2 separate regions of the Mus musculus genome follow, and region 2 is linked to region 1. The links are chromatin contacts, called in public Hi-C maps. All regions are on one chromosome and are shown on one strand. The core of a region is the stretch at or near the end of the contact, and the rest is flanking DNA. Distances in the headings are between cores, read along the strand shown. Region 1 overlaps Gm36873 (a long non-coding RNA gene). Region 2 has its middle 82 kb from the start of 2810048H02Rik.

What was found. Hi-C and Micro-C count contacts between places; a contact is called where the count stands out from the background.
Region 2: a Hi-C map of ventral hippocampal neurons shows a contact between it and region 1, with 2.1 times the contacts expected there. The contact joins two enhancer-like sites. A contact is called at or near these places in 6 of 484 Hi-C or Micro-C datasets (nephron progenitors, uterus and ventral hippocampal neurons).

The regions. Positions count from the first base shown.
Region 1 is chr6:116,843,868-116,850,682 of GRCm38.p6, reverse strand. The region is part of intron 3 of Gm36873 (a long non-coding RNA gene); the gene reads right to left. Among named protein-coding and RNA genes, the nearest start is that of Gm36873, 53 kb to the right of the region's middle. Within about 2 kb of position 4,407, at least 10 of the 459 cell types and tissues checked have an H3K27ac peak or open chromatin away from gene starts, as enhancers often do. A contact at or near this core is called in ventral hippocampal neurons, where this site is marked.
Region 2 is chr6:117,067,185-117,073,482 of GRCm38.p6, reverse strand. No RefSeq gene overlaps it. Among named protein-coding and RNA genes, the nearest start is that of 2810048H02Rik, 82 kb to the left of the region's middle. Within about 2 kb of position 2,007, at least 36 of the 459 cell types and tissues checked have an H3K27ac peak or open chromatin away from gene starts, as enhancers often do. A contact at or near this core is called in ventral hippocampal neurons, where this site is marked.

The DNA of each region.
Region 1 (6,815 bases), core at 3,158-5,657:
GAAAGCAAATACACCCAAGAAGAGTAGAGGGCAGGAAATAATCAAACTCAAGGCTGAAATCAACTAAGTGGAAACAAAAAGAACTATACAAAGAATCAACCAAACCAGGGCTGGTTCTTTGAGAAAATCAACAAGATAGATAAACCCTTAGCCAGACTAACCAGAGGGCACAGAGACAGTATCCAAATTAACAAAATCAGAAAAGGGGGATATAACAACAGAAACTGAGGAAATTCAAAAAAATCATCAGATCCTACTACAAAAGCCTATACTCAATAAAACTGGAAAACCTGGATGAAATGGACAATTTTCTAGACAGATACCAAATAGCATCAGGTAAACCATCTAAACAGTCCCATAACCCCTAAAGAAATAGAAGCAGTCATTAAAAGTCTCCCAACCAAAACCAGCCCAGGACCAGATAAGTTTAGTGCAGAGTTCTGTCAGACCTACAAAGAAGACCTAATACCAATACTCTTCAAACTATTCCACAAAATAGAAACAGAAGGAATACTACCCAATTCATTCTAGGAAGCCACAGTTGTGCTGAATATTCTCCCTTGGAGATGGAATGGTTTCTGTCTCATCAGGAACTTGTCACAACTTCCTTTCATAGAGGACTTCGAAAGAGATTTTTTCCTACTTCTATCATGTTTAGTATTCCAAATAGATTTTAAAAACTGGTTGAATGCATATTACTTTTAGCTTCAAAAGATATCAAGTATATTTAAGAGACATGTAACTATTATAAATTTTTTTGATAACAAAAAAGCCAATACAGTCACACATCCATTTGCATAGAATTTACATTGCATTCCCTATATATAGGCCAAAGATAATTTAGAGTAAAAAGGTGTGTGTTTTACTTATGAGAACATTATTTTGCATAATGGACTCCAGTGTTCACAGATTCTCCTTTCCTCCATGAATATAAAGGGTGGGCAGTATAGGAAAATTAGAGCCATATTTCTAGTCAGGATTCCACCTTAGGAATATTCAAAAGCTCAAACCAAAAAAGAACTTACCACTAGCTGCGCTGGGAACCTCTTCCTCTAAGGTAACAGGGTGGTTATCAGCTGATTCACTGACTATATGCCTCTTGCTGGGTCTTGACTAGAAACTGAGAACCCAGATAGAGCATGACTTTGTAAGCTAGCTCAGTCTCTGGATACCTGCTCCGTTCAGTATTCATTGGTATCCCTCTCAATCAGGGACTTACACCCTCAAGATAAGGCTTCTGAAAGCAAGGTATCAAAAAATGTTAGTCCTGGGCTCACCCCTCTGAATAGTTACAGCAAGCTGGGCCTTATCTAGCCAAAGGATAGATAAGGACTTGACTTATAAGTCCTGAAGGATTCATCCACTGTCCCCAAACCATGCCAAGTTTTATGAAATCTCTGGGCAGCAGAGACACTATTTACATTAAACTTTTCTTCAGGTAGAAAATAGCTCCCCCTGTCCCAACCTCCAAGGCTCCTCTCATTTTCTTCTAGGCTCCATCATCTTTCCAGGCTCTTCATCATTTCTGGGTCCATTCCCAAGGCATCCTCTGGCTTTTCTCAGTCTCTTCTAACAGGCTTCCTCTTCCTAAATAAAACACACTCTGAAGCAGTCCCTGAACCCAGAAGGTGCTGGCTTGGGATTGCCTGCAATTTTTCAAGAATGAAAATAATAGTAAGTTAAAAAGCTCAAAACCTTTTTTTTTTTTTTTTGAAAACGGAGTCGGAGCCATGAGCACAGCTCCCTGCACAGCAGCCTTTGTCTCTGAGGACCTGATAGCCTGGCTCCTCTTAAGACATTTTACACACCCAGGAAAAGTCTGAGATGTTAATGCGTGGAGACCCGGTGCCATTTACAGGCCATACCTTCTCTTCGAAAGCGTCTGTGTTAATCAAAAGTGATTAAAGCCAGGCGCCCACTGGGGCCTTCTTTCACAGCTTGGAAGAAGGAAGGAACAGCAGAGATGGTTATCTGACAGTTCAGCAGAGATTCGCTCCTTTCCATGAAAATATACAAGCTGACAGGGGCTGTGCTGCACGCTTACAATTTGTCTGATCTCATCGCCTTGCAGCCCAGGGAAGCCTGGCTTGTGTATTTAAACACAGGAGCTGCTGTGGGGCTTGTTCATGGAAGGCCATACTCAGCTGGGAACCTCCAACCACAAACTTGGCTCTCATGTCACCTTGAATGTCACCTTCAGGGCTGCAATCAGTGATTTAGGCCAATGGGAAAGTGTACCCGATTCCCTGTACTCCTGCAACCATTCTGTCATTCTCTGCACAGGCTCTGGTTTGGGCTGTGCACCTATCCTAGACCTCAGGCTACTGTAATCTTCACCAGGAGTCTTTGATGTATACTATGGACAGTTGTAACCTTCTCCCTGGAAAACAGGAACGTGGCTTCTTCTAGAGCGATATGAAGTGGGGAAAAATGGGTGCCATCACTTAATGTGTAGGCAGCAGTCCTGACAAGGTAACTAATTGTAAGACAGATTCAGCAGATACTATTTTCAGCCTATAAAATTGTTAGTATAATTTTGGTAAAGCCTAATAGCCTGATAGCTATTCTCAGATACTATTTTATGTGTGACAGAGGATGCTCACACAAGCACACACACAAACACACACACACTGTGTGTGTTTACGGTGTGTGTGTGTGTGTGTGTGTGTGTGTGTGTGTGTGTGTGTTTGTGTGTCTATGTGTACATCTGTCCCTGTGCTCTGTGTGTGTCTCAGTGTGTGTGTGTCTGTGTGTCTCTCTGTGCATGTTTTATAAAGATTTTCTTCTAAACATCAGAGTATTTTCAAGGAAAGCAGTTAGTTCAACGTGCTTCAAGAAGCTCTATTTTTAAAATGAGGAATTAAAAATAAACTCAAAGATATAAAGAGTCTACCCTATTAATCGGCTCTGCGATAGAGATGAGAGGGTGGTGAGATTTTTGTGCCTCAGCACAGTGAGTGCTAACTTCTCACCTAATGTCTGATATAGGTCAGGATCTTCAGACAGTTTTTCCCTAACCAACCTGTGGTTCTATCACCCATGAACTGGTGGGCTGATTAAAAGATTAGTAAGCTAAATTCAAGATTGAAGTCCATCAATTATATCTAAAACCACCTCCCTGGACTCAAGTTGCAAGAAAGGTTTGGATATGCAAACTTCCTGAGTTACCAGAGAGAGGAACTCTGAGAAGACCCCATGACATTGACTCTGCCAGTGCCTTGAATGTTTTGTGTTGCATAACAACTTCCTTGATGCCATGCAGAGCAGTGATCACATGGTTAGAGAAGAGGCAGGAGACCCTGAGAGGCCAGACTCACGCTTCCTAGCATCTCACTCTCACAGCACCTACCCCACACCTGCAATGTCTGACCAGCTCAGAGAATCCAGCCTCAATCTCTCCTCAAAGACAGTTGGAAGCTAATTACTGTCCACCAATCCGCACCTCCTGAGGTCTTACCTCCATTCAATACTGTTGAAGTGAGGAACTAATCTCAGGATGAATTTTCACAGAAAGAAATTCCATCCACACAGCAGCAGCCACCAGTAACTGAGGAAAACGCTGTGATGTCCTACATGAAGCTCTATGCCTTCCAGTCTGCCTCCAAATAGTATTCAGTGAAATGTGAGTGTCTTGGCAGCCTATGGTGTTAACTCACATAGGGACTCATGATAACTGTAGAAAGCACATTGCCCACCACAAACAGGCAACTGTGCGCATGTGTGTGCGCACAGTCAGCATCAGCAAAATGACCAAGTTATTCTTGACCCAAAGTGCATTCTATTTCAACAGTTCTCCAACTTTATGTAACAAGTTATAACAAAGTGCCTAGGATCCAGCTAAGGCTGTAACTACCTGTGAACCACCTAAGAATGACCAGCTCTTCGGCCAGAGTTAGTAGACTTTTCGGAGATGTCCCTGACCCCAGAGAAGCTCTGCTAAGGTGAGCCATGGTTATGGGTGAGAGTATGTGTCTCAGGGACTGAGAAGTTTCAGAGGGAAACGAGAGCACCCAGGCCTGGAGCTGGAGATGAAGCTGTTCTCTACACTCTCTCGAGCATGTGGCTCCCAAGAGGATCGCCACTACTCTGTAATCCAGCTTTTTCTCCAGCCTCATGATAAGTGTGTAAAAAAAAATGCTTCCAGAATGTGCTGCTAAAGTATCCAGTGATTAAAAGCATCCCATATCTCAGGAACAAGCTGGAATCAGTCAAGATAAGCAGACTTCTTTACTGCAGAGCTTGTTTGAGCTGCAAATACACTAATATGTCACCTCGGTCCCAGATAGGATCGGTTGTAATCTGTAACATGTTCCACATGACTCCACCAACTAATTCTGTGACTGGGAACATCCTGTGATGCTACAATGCTGTTAAACCGTGTGGGAAAAATGTCCATCTGCTGAGCTCTCTTTAATAAAAGCCGGCTATAATTATATCAGCTTTAGCTAAGTTCTGCCAAGTTGTTGGGAGGTACTGTATAGCACTAGAAGGTCACGTGGCAGAGTCTAAGCAATGGTTTCTGCTCTGTCCCTTACATGGTTTGGCTTGAGTACATTCAGAAGGCTATGGATATGGGTTGTTACAGACTATCTTAATGGAAGGTCATGGACCCTTCTGGAATAGCCTCATCCTACGGAACATATTGGATAATCACAAGGTAGGAGTGATTCAGAAAACACTACCTCCCTCTCTCTAAATAGTTCCAGAATCTGATTTTTCATCACCTACAACCTGACAAGTCACCCTATCTCCTCCTGGATTTATAGTGTAGTTTCTCCCAGACATCACCAGAGTAAACCTGCTGAAACTCAAAGCAAATAGTGACATACCTAACTTGAGAGCTTTCTGTGACTCCTCACTAAGCCCAAAGTCAAAGCGCTTACACTTTCTCACAAGGTCTCTGTAACCAGTTTTTCCTCACCACCCAATCCCCAACCCCAAAGGACCGTGCCCCTATTCATTTCCTTCCATCTGTCCCTGACTCATGTTGCTCCATCCAATTATGACCTTGTATTCATTACTTTTATGTATGGCACTATTAGAATGTGTGGACTTGTTGCAGTAGGTATGGCCTTGTTGGAGTAGGTGTGTCACTGTGGGTATGGGCTTTAAGACCCTGGAAGCCAGTCTTTTCCTAGCCATCTTCGGAACAAGAGGTAGAACTCTCAGCAGCTCCAGCCCCACACCTACCTGGACACGGCCATGCTCCTGCCTTGATAATAATGGACTGAACCTCTGAACCTGTAAGCCAGCCCCAATTAAATGTTTTATAAGACTTGCCTTGGTCATGGTGTCTGCTCACAGCGGTAAAATCCTTAGACACAAGGCAATTTATGGAAGGAAGAGTTTATTTGGGATTATGGTTACAGGTGGACAAGAGCCCATGAATACAGGGAGATCTGGCAGCAAAGCAGTAGGCATGGTGTTTGGAACAGGATGCTGAGAGCTTGCATCCTTTACTGTAAGCACAGAGAAGAGAAAGTAAACTGGAAGATGAAGATTGAGCTCTTATTATCCACCTCCAGTGAAATGTATCCTCCAGTGCAATCTTTATATCCCAAACAGTGCTACTAGTTGGGGACCAAGTGTTCAGATGCTTGAGACTATGAAGGAGATTTCTCATTCAAACTACCACATTTCATTCCCTTGCTCCCATAGTCTCCTGATTACATCATAATTCACAATGCACCAAGTCTACCCTCAAAAGTTCCTAGCCTTTCACAGACATAACACTATTTAAAAGTCCCAAGCCCAGCATCTCCTCTGAGACTCAAGGCAATCTCTTCATCACCACCCTCTGAAATTCAAAGGCAAATTACATACTTCCAACAAATAATGGCACAGAGTATGCATTGACATTCCAAAAGGAAAAGTTGGGGCATGGTGACAAAATACCAACTCATACCAGAACTCAGAAGGGCAAATTCCAACTCCTGTACTTCCATAATTAGTGTCTGGGACTTGAATTTTCAAAGGGCTTTAGGTGGCACTAGGCCTCCAGGTTTGCTGCCTACAACACACATCTCTCTCCTGCAATGATTCCACTTCCTGTATGCATCCCTTCTCAGATGTTCCATGGTTCTCACATCTCCAACACTTTTGAGGTCTCCAGTGAAACCTGGAGATTTTTCTTTCAGAGCTCCATACAGTGCTCTCCCACCGGCTCTTGCACTCAGGACCTCCCTTGGTACAAGTTGACAAGTCTTGATTTACTCTCTGGAACCATGGAGGAAGAATCCACAGCCCCTTCTGTCTTGACTCCTTCATGCTTCAGGTCAGCTGCCAGCATCCTTGCCAGCTGGACCTGCATCCTTGAACAACAGCAGTGCTTCCATTCATGTGCTCGCTGGGAGCATCGGTGCCTTATATCCTTGCTCAGGTCGGAAGCTTAGCTGGGCAGTGTCTTGCCCTGAAAATACCTTTCCCTTTATTCCAGTGCTGATCAGAAGGCCTTTCAATGGCACGCATCCTCATATCGCTTTAGCAGAAGCCTTGGTTGAGACACTAAGTTTCCTGATGCTTTATTTTCTCTTCAAACTGCACATTTGCATTTCTTTTGGTCCACCTGACTTTTCCCCATGATCATTAATAGTAAGTCATTAATAGTAATAGCCATGCCACAGATCCAATATTATGCTGTCTTGAAATTGCCTTTTAACTTCTGCTTATAGTGTTCAACAGTTTCTCTACTCCAAAGTCTCGAAGTCTTCTATATTCCTCCCCAAACATACACAGTCAAGTTCTCCATAGCAACAGCCTACTCTCTGGTACCAACTTTTTTATTAGTTGCTTGTATGTTGCTGTGGGGGAAAAAA
Region 2 (6,298 bases), core at 758-3,257, 230 kb before region 1:
TGTTTGATGTGGAAGTATAGTCTTTGTATGTTTATCTTATATACTGTAACCATGACAAAGTCCATTGTTGTCATTCTAGAAGTATTTTTGGCAATGGTAAGGGATGGGTTTCTGGAGACAATTCACACCATATGAGATTTTTATTTCACTGGCTGGAAGAATGGAGAGGTAGGAACTGCCCTGTCCTGTCTACTCACAGGGACAGCAGGCTGTCTTCACTGTCAGGCATAATGTGAGCTGGCTTCTATATCAGATCGATCAGGCTGAACACGTTCTTCTGTTCTTTGAGAATTTTTTTTTACATCTAATGTGTTAGTATTTTCTAAATTCTCACACAAAAAAATTCTCTACTTTATCCTCTTGTAATATATTTGTATTGACATTTGTATTGTTTATGCAATATATTTGTATGGTTGTATTATCTGTAGTATGTGTTGATCGATCATATGTATGTGTTTATTTGCCTTGCTTTTGAATGAGTAGTTGTCTCATGCACATGTGTTCTTGTCAGTCTTGCTTTGCTCACTTCAAACAATATCCACGACAAGCATAATAACAAGGTGGAGATTTTCCCACCATTTCCTGGTGCTTCTGATGGGTCTATTTGTGACTGGACCTGGGCTTATTGTATCACTTATTTACTGACAGCATGTGGTCACTCTAGTTTTTCTCAATTACAAGCAGCAATAGCCCATTGTGAGTAGACTTGTAACTACACTGACATTTAAGAAAAATTTTATTATCTTTGGGATGGAAGAGCAAAACCCAAGAGATTTTCTATCTCCCCAGAGCTCTCTTTTGATCCTGAGACGAGCTTAGATTTTAGCCTTAATGTATGCACTACCTGCATTGGCAGTGTGTTTTTGGAGTAGTCTGTTCAAGTTAAATTAACCTCACAGAACAGTTTTTAACAGTTCTACTATAATAGAAGCCCACAGTGCATCATCCAGTAAGTTCTAGGCATTGTTTTAATTACTTGTTTCACAACAAGCCAATGAGGTAATGATCGAGACTCAAGTTACAGACAGTGGCTGAGAAGGATGTAGACACAGTCTGTGTGCGAGCTTTGACTTGCCCGCTGGAGAAACTCAACATTTTCCTTTTATTATTCTCCTTCTGTCTGAACTGGAAATAAAACTGTCTGCTTCTCAAGATGCTTCAAAGAACAAACGATGTAACAGCTCTGATGGCGTTTTTAAAGCACAACTAGCAAATAATATATTCACCATTTCAATCATTTTACTTTTCTTCAGGGAAGATCATGAACACCGATGTCACTTCTCATCATGGTATCCAGCACGATCCGTCGAGTCACTCTCTCAGAAGGTGGGTGGTTAAGACCATTTATTTCCCAGTGACTCCATGAATCACTTTTTTCCCCCTTAGAGTTCTTGACGTCATCCTTTCTCCTCAGGAGGCTGCCTCTGACTGTTCACAGTCCCTGTGCTAGGATAACTGTTTCTCAAGTCTCCCTAGAAGTCTTTCATGATGATCTGCTAAACACATTCCTGACATCCTTTCTGCACAGCACCCACACTTCCAAGAAGCAAAGTCATGGGGATGGCGTTCAGAGTCCGCAAAAACTACATGTAGAGAGGACAACGCTGATAGCCCATTGGTGGGAATTGGGAGTGCAATTCCCTGTCTTCACTTTTTCTGTATCAGTGATGCACTAAGTGTCTGTTGATTTCCACCCTGAGTGAGTCAGATGGCAGCCGGAGAGGCTATTGTTAGAGGAGATAAGTAAAGCTGCCTGAAGCACAACTTTAATTAATTCAGCATTAATTCTACATTAAATATTGAGAATAATGAGTGTTCCCCAGATGTCATTGTCAAGTGTAGGAGAAACAACAAACGTGTCAACTTAAGCAAGTTACTGGGCAAAAAAGTAGGGGAAAGGTTTGTCTCAATCGGAACAATCTGTTACTACTCTCTGTTGCCCAGAGAGACAAATGTTCAAGTGACGCCCACGCAACATCAGTTTGGCGCTCAGCATCCCATCCTCGCTGTGACAGCCCTGCAGATGGTCTGTGAGTAAACATGGCTCATCACATCCTTGTTTTAGGAGGTCAGCTCTCCTCCTCACTCACTCCATTTTTGCCAAGTGACTTTTATTTTGTGGTTGTTGCTTTTGAATGGGAGTCAAAATAAGTAAATCAATACTGCTCTTCTTTTGTAGCTGCCAGCTCTGACTTTCTCCAAGCATGCATGGGCTTCACCCAGTGGACAGGCATAGAGCAGGCTGCATGGGTCCAAGCACCCATAGGTTTAGCTCATGGAGATCAGATGCCATTAGGCTGCGAGCTGTTTAAGCTCCAGGCTCCCACCGTGTCCTCATCATGTTTGCTTGTACAGCAGGCACACACGGTCTTGTGTGCTTCCAGGAAATTTCTTTCCTAAATGAAATTCTATTCAGTTTTCAACATGTATACTCTTGTGTTATTATTAAATATCCTCTGACAAGTCAATTTCCTGAATATTCTTACTGTCTGTCATATGTACAAAGAAGAGAAGCCTATAATGGGGTAGCCTATCGTTTTAGTCTCACTTTACTTTTTCTCTTTTTACAGTTCTATTATCTTGGGAGCTTGAGTGATTGAATTTCCTGCCTTTGCAAAGGATCTGAGTTTGGTTCCCACTACCCACATGGTGGTCCCCAACCACCTAGAACTCCAGTTTCTGGAGATCCAGTGCCCTCTCTGGCATCTGAGGAATTGTATGAACATACTGTACACCCATAGATGCTAGCAGAACAGCCACACACATAAAAGAAAATAAATAACTAAAAAATCATATCTAATCCAGTGTGAGCACTAGGTAAATACAGTATTGATGAGACATGGCAAGACAAATGTCCAGAACTGATAGATAGCACTCAAAGGAAAAAAAATGCCAGTTTTGAACCTGGCAACATTCTTCAGAATTTTCCAGAGACTAAAAATTTTAGGCTATTATGGTATTGTTCTTAGACACAGGAAGGGCGTGTCACATGAAATTCATGCCATATTTAATGAAAGGATAGAAAAGAACTTAGACGGGTAGAGGGTGAGCCTGGCTTTAGATGGTGCCTTTACAAGTGGCACACGGAATCCACTAAGGCTTTTTTTAGAACATGGTGGTCCCTGCTACAGGAAGGCAGGTGTCTAGTGGGAGGGCAGTAAGTGCTGGGATGAAGCCTGGGGACAAGTGACAGGAAGCACAGGTGCCACAGAAGCACACTTCAGATCCCTCCCACTGTACACATTTTGAGGGTATTTTCATCAAAAAGTTCTCAAACATTTGTCAAGTTGTAGCACAGACTCATGGGAATGGGGGACTGTGAAGCTGTGGTGGCCCAGAAGTCCCTGAATGTATGGCATCAATGTCACTATGCACGGTAGCATCATGAAGCCCAGGATGCTTTCACTGCTTCTCCATAATTCTCAGAAACCACTGTGAGGCGGGCAGGTATTGGCTATTCCATTCAGTGGTAGAGACCTAGAGAAGTTGACCAACTTTCTCCAGGGCGCAGACACACTAGCTGGTTAAGCTTAGGTTAAAAGCTATACTGAAAACGGGGAGAAGAGTTTGCTATCTAGAACTGTCAGCCCTCTACAGGGAGAAAATCAGGAGGAAAGGACATATAAAAAACACAGTGCCTGAGGTAGGATGGAAAACCTTCCAGTGTGGTCAAAGGACAGGTCCTTCCCTGTCTGGAGAATTTGCTTAAAGTATCTGGAACACCAAATGTTTCCCTGGAGTTTTGAGGAAGGAGGATGTTCAGTCATGAAGGGTACAAATGGCTGGAAGGGAGATGGAAATGAAAACCTATCTCTAGCCTGAAGAACTCCTGTCATGACAGGAAGGGGACAGTGTGGTATCATCTCAGGGGCCCAGTAGACTTAATGCCTACTGTCATAGTTAGGGTTTTATTTCTGTGAGCAGACACCATGACCAAGGTAATTCTTATAAGAATAACATTTAATTAGGGCTGGTTTACAGGTTCCAAGGTTCAGTCCATTATCATCAAGGTAGGAACATGGCAGCATCCAGGCAGGCACAGTGCACATGGAGCTAAGAATTCTACATCTTCATCTGAAGGCTGCTAGCAGAATATTGGCTTTCAGGCAGCTAGGATGAGGGTCTTAAAGCTCACACCTACAGTGACACACCTACTCCAACAGGGCCACACCTCCTAATAGTGCCACTCCCTGGGCCAAGCATATACAAACCATCACAACTGTCACAATGAGATTGTTACCTGTCAGTCATAGGACTTTTCAGGCATGAAATAAGCACAGTTTATGACAGACACACGGGAGGCTGAGCAGCAGGTTCTCAGTACACCCAAGACCCCAAGGGGATGAGAGGCTCTGTACCCCACTAAGTGGTTCCTGCAGATGCAATTGCTTCTGATGGAGGCACCATGGTGGAGAAAGCTAGGGTCCCCTTTCTTGGGGAGGGAATTGAACTGAGAACACATGGCCTGGTGAAGTTACAGCTTAGCAGATGAGATCTCACGATGGGCTCCCTAGGGGTGGCATAGCCCTCACAGAGACATGCTCTAGGAAGGTGTGGGAGACACAACTGCACTGCTGCTCTAGAAGGAAGGGGGTTTACAGAAGTGTGGTAGGTAAGAGAGGTTGTTGGGGCAGCACCAGCTGACATGGGCTTGACATACAATATACACAGACCCAGACAGATTGACACACACTCCTGAGCTGAGCAGGCTGTGTGCCTGGGCAACGGAGAAGTTCACAAGATCAGCGCCTTCCAGGAACTTGGGATACACTCCCCAGAGAGAAGGAAGATGGTCAAGAAAACGTACGAGACTATGGAAGTGAGAGCTGGGGAGCTGTAGTCTCGGCAAATATCCACAGCCATCATAGAGAAATGTAATGCATTTCCTTCAGCATGTCTCAGTGCTCAATGTGGGACCCAGAATGATCGTCAGATATGTGACTGTGGGGACCACTGTGGAGGGAGAAGTAAACGCCTGCTGTGTATGTGCATGTGAGAGGCAGAACCCCAACAGCTAGGGAGGAGTACAGATGCCTCTCCACTTTGATGGAGTTGTGTAAAAAGAAAAAAATATCACTCTACGTTGAGATTATAAGTTCAGAACTCGTACCTAATACCATAGGCTAGCAACAAAGTCCAACACTTAGCCATCATCGTTGGCTCTCCATCTATCCATCCTGATGGGTCAACAGGCGATTCACCATGAAAAGGAAGATCCCATTTGACACTATCTTCTGACCTCTCGGTAATTTATGGTCCTTCTATAGGCCTTTCTTTCTGCACGTTCATCCCTCAGGAATGTTAGCCTCTCTCTGTACAGCTGCTAGTCTAAGGGAGGAAACATGAGCCATCTCTCTTAACTGAAGGCAGCAGCACCAGAGTACATTGTGTTTGTGTGTTAAGCACAAGGCCAATTGGCAGGTCTGAAAGTATACAGGCACCCACTGGGAGCCCTGTCAGACCTGGGCTTCTGCTCGGGAAGGGTGGCATCTCCACTGCCTGCTGCTGGGATAGTTGCTGGGGACAGGCTGTGCTTCTCTGCACTTTGAGCTCCTTGACACTGCATCTTTCCCTTTCCTTCCTAGTCAGTGTGAATTTGAGAAAACGTCAGCCCCTAAAAAATCAGACTCAGACGGCCATGATGTGCCATTTTAGAAAGCAGCATGTTACAGGAAAAGGTCGTTTTAAGCATAGTTCCCAGCTGAGCCCACAATTCTTTCCAGATGCCTACATGGTTTGGCAGAGCCTGGAGGAGTTCATTAGATTTTGATTGTGGTGAAAACTCGGTGCACCCCCACTCCAGGGCACTGATAGCCCAGGGGCGTTTTGTATGTACTGGTGTGGAGCAAGCTGGGCTATGGCTCTGACTTGGGTCTAGCCTTCTTTCCCCAACCCCCTCTCAGCTCCTCTGGAGAAAGATGGAGCTGGATGGTGGTCTTTACACTATGCTTGGCACTTGGTTACCAGGTCATTTGCATCCCATTGTGGTATATCCAGGGGCTTCGGGTTAAATTTTTCTGTGAAGTAGGCTTTATTCAGAGTGCCCCAAAAGGTAGACATACTACTCCTTCACCTTCATCCTTACAGCTCAATGCTGGCGGGTCTTAGGTAGTTGCTTCTCTCGGGAGCTAGAGTGAGTACCTTCCAGACTGAAGTTTTCCCCTTCAGCCAGCTCTTCCTGTGTTGATGGTGCAGGGTCGCTTTAGGAGCCTGGATCAGGGATTCTGACCACCCCCAAGCTCTATTCTAGCCTGGGATCCATCTGCACAGAGCATGAGACTGGACAGCATCTTGCAGG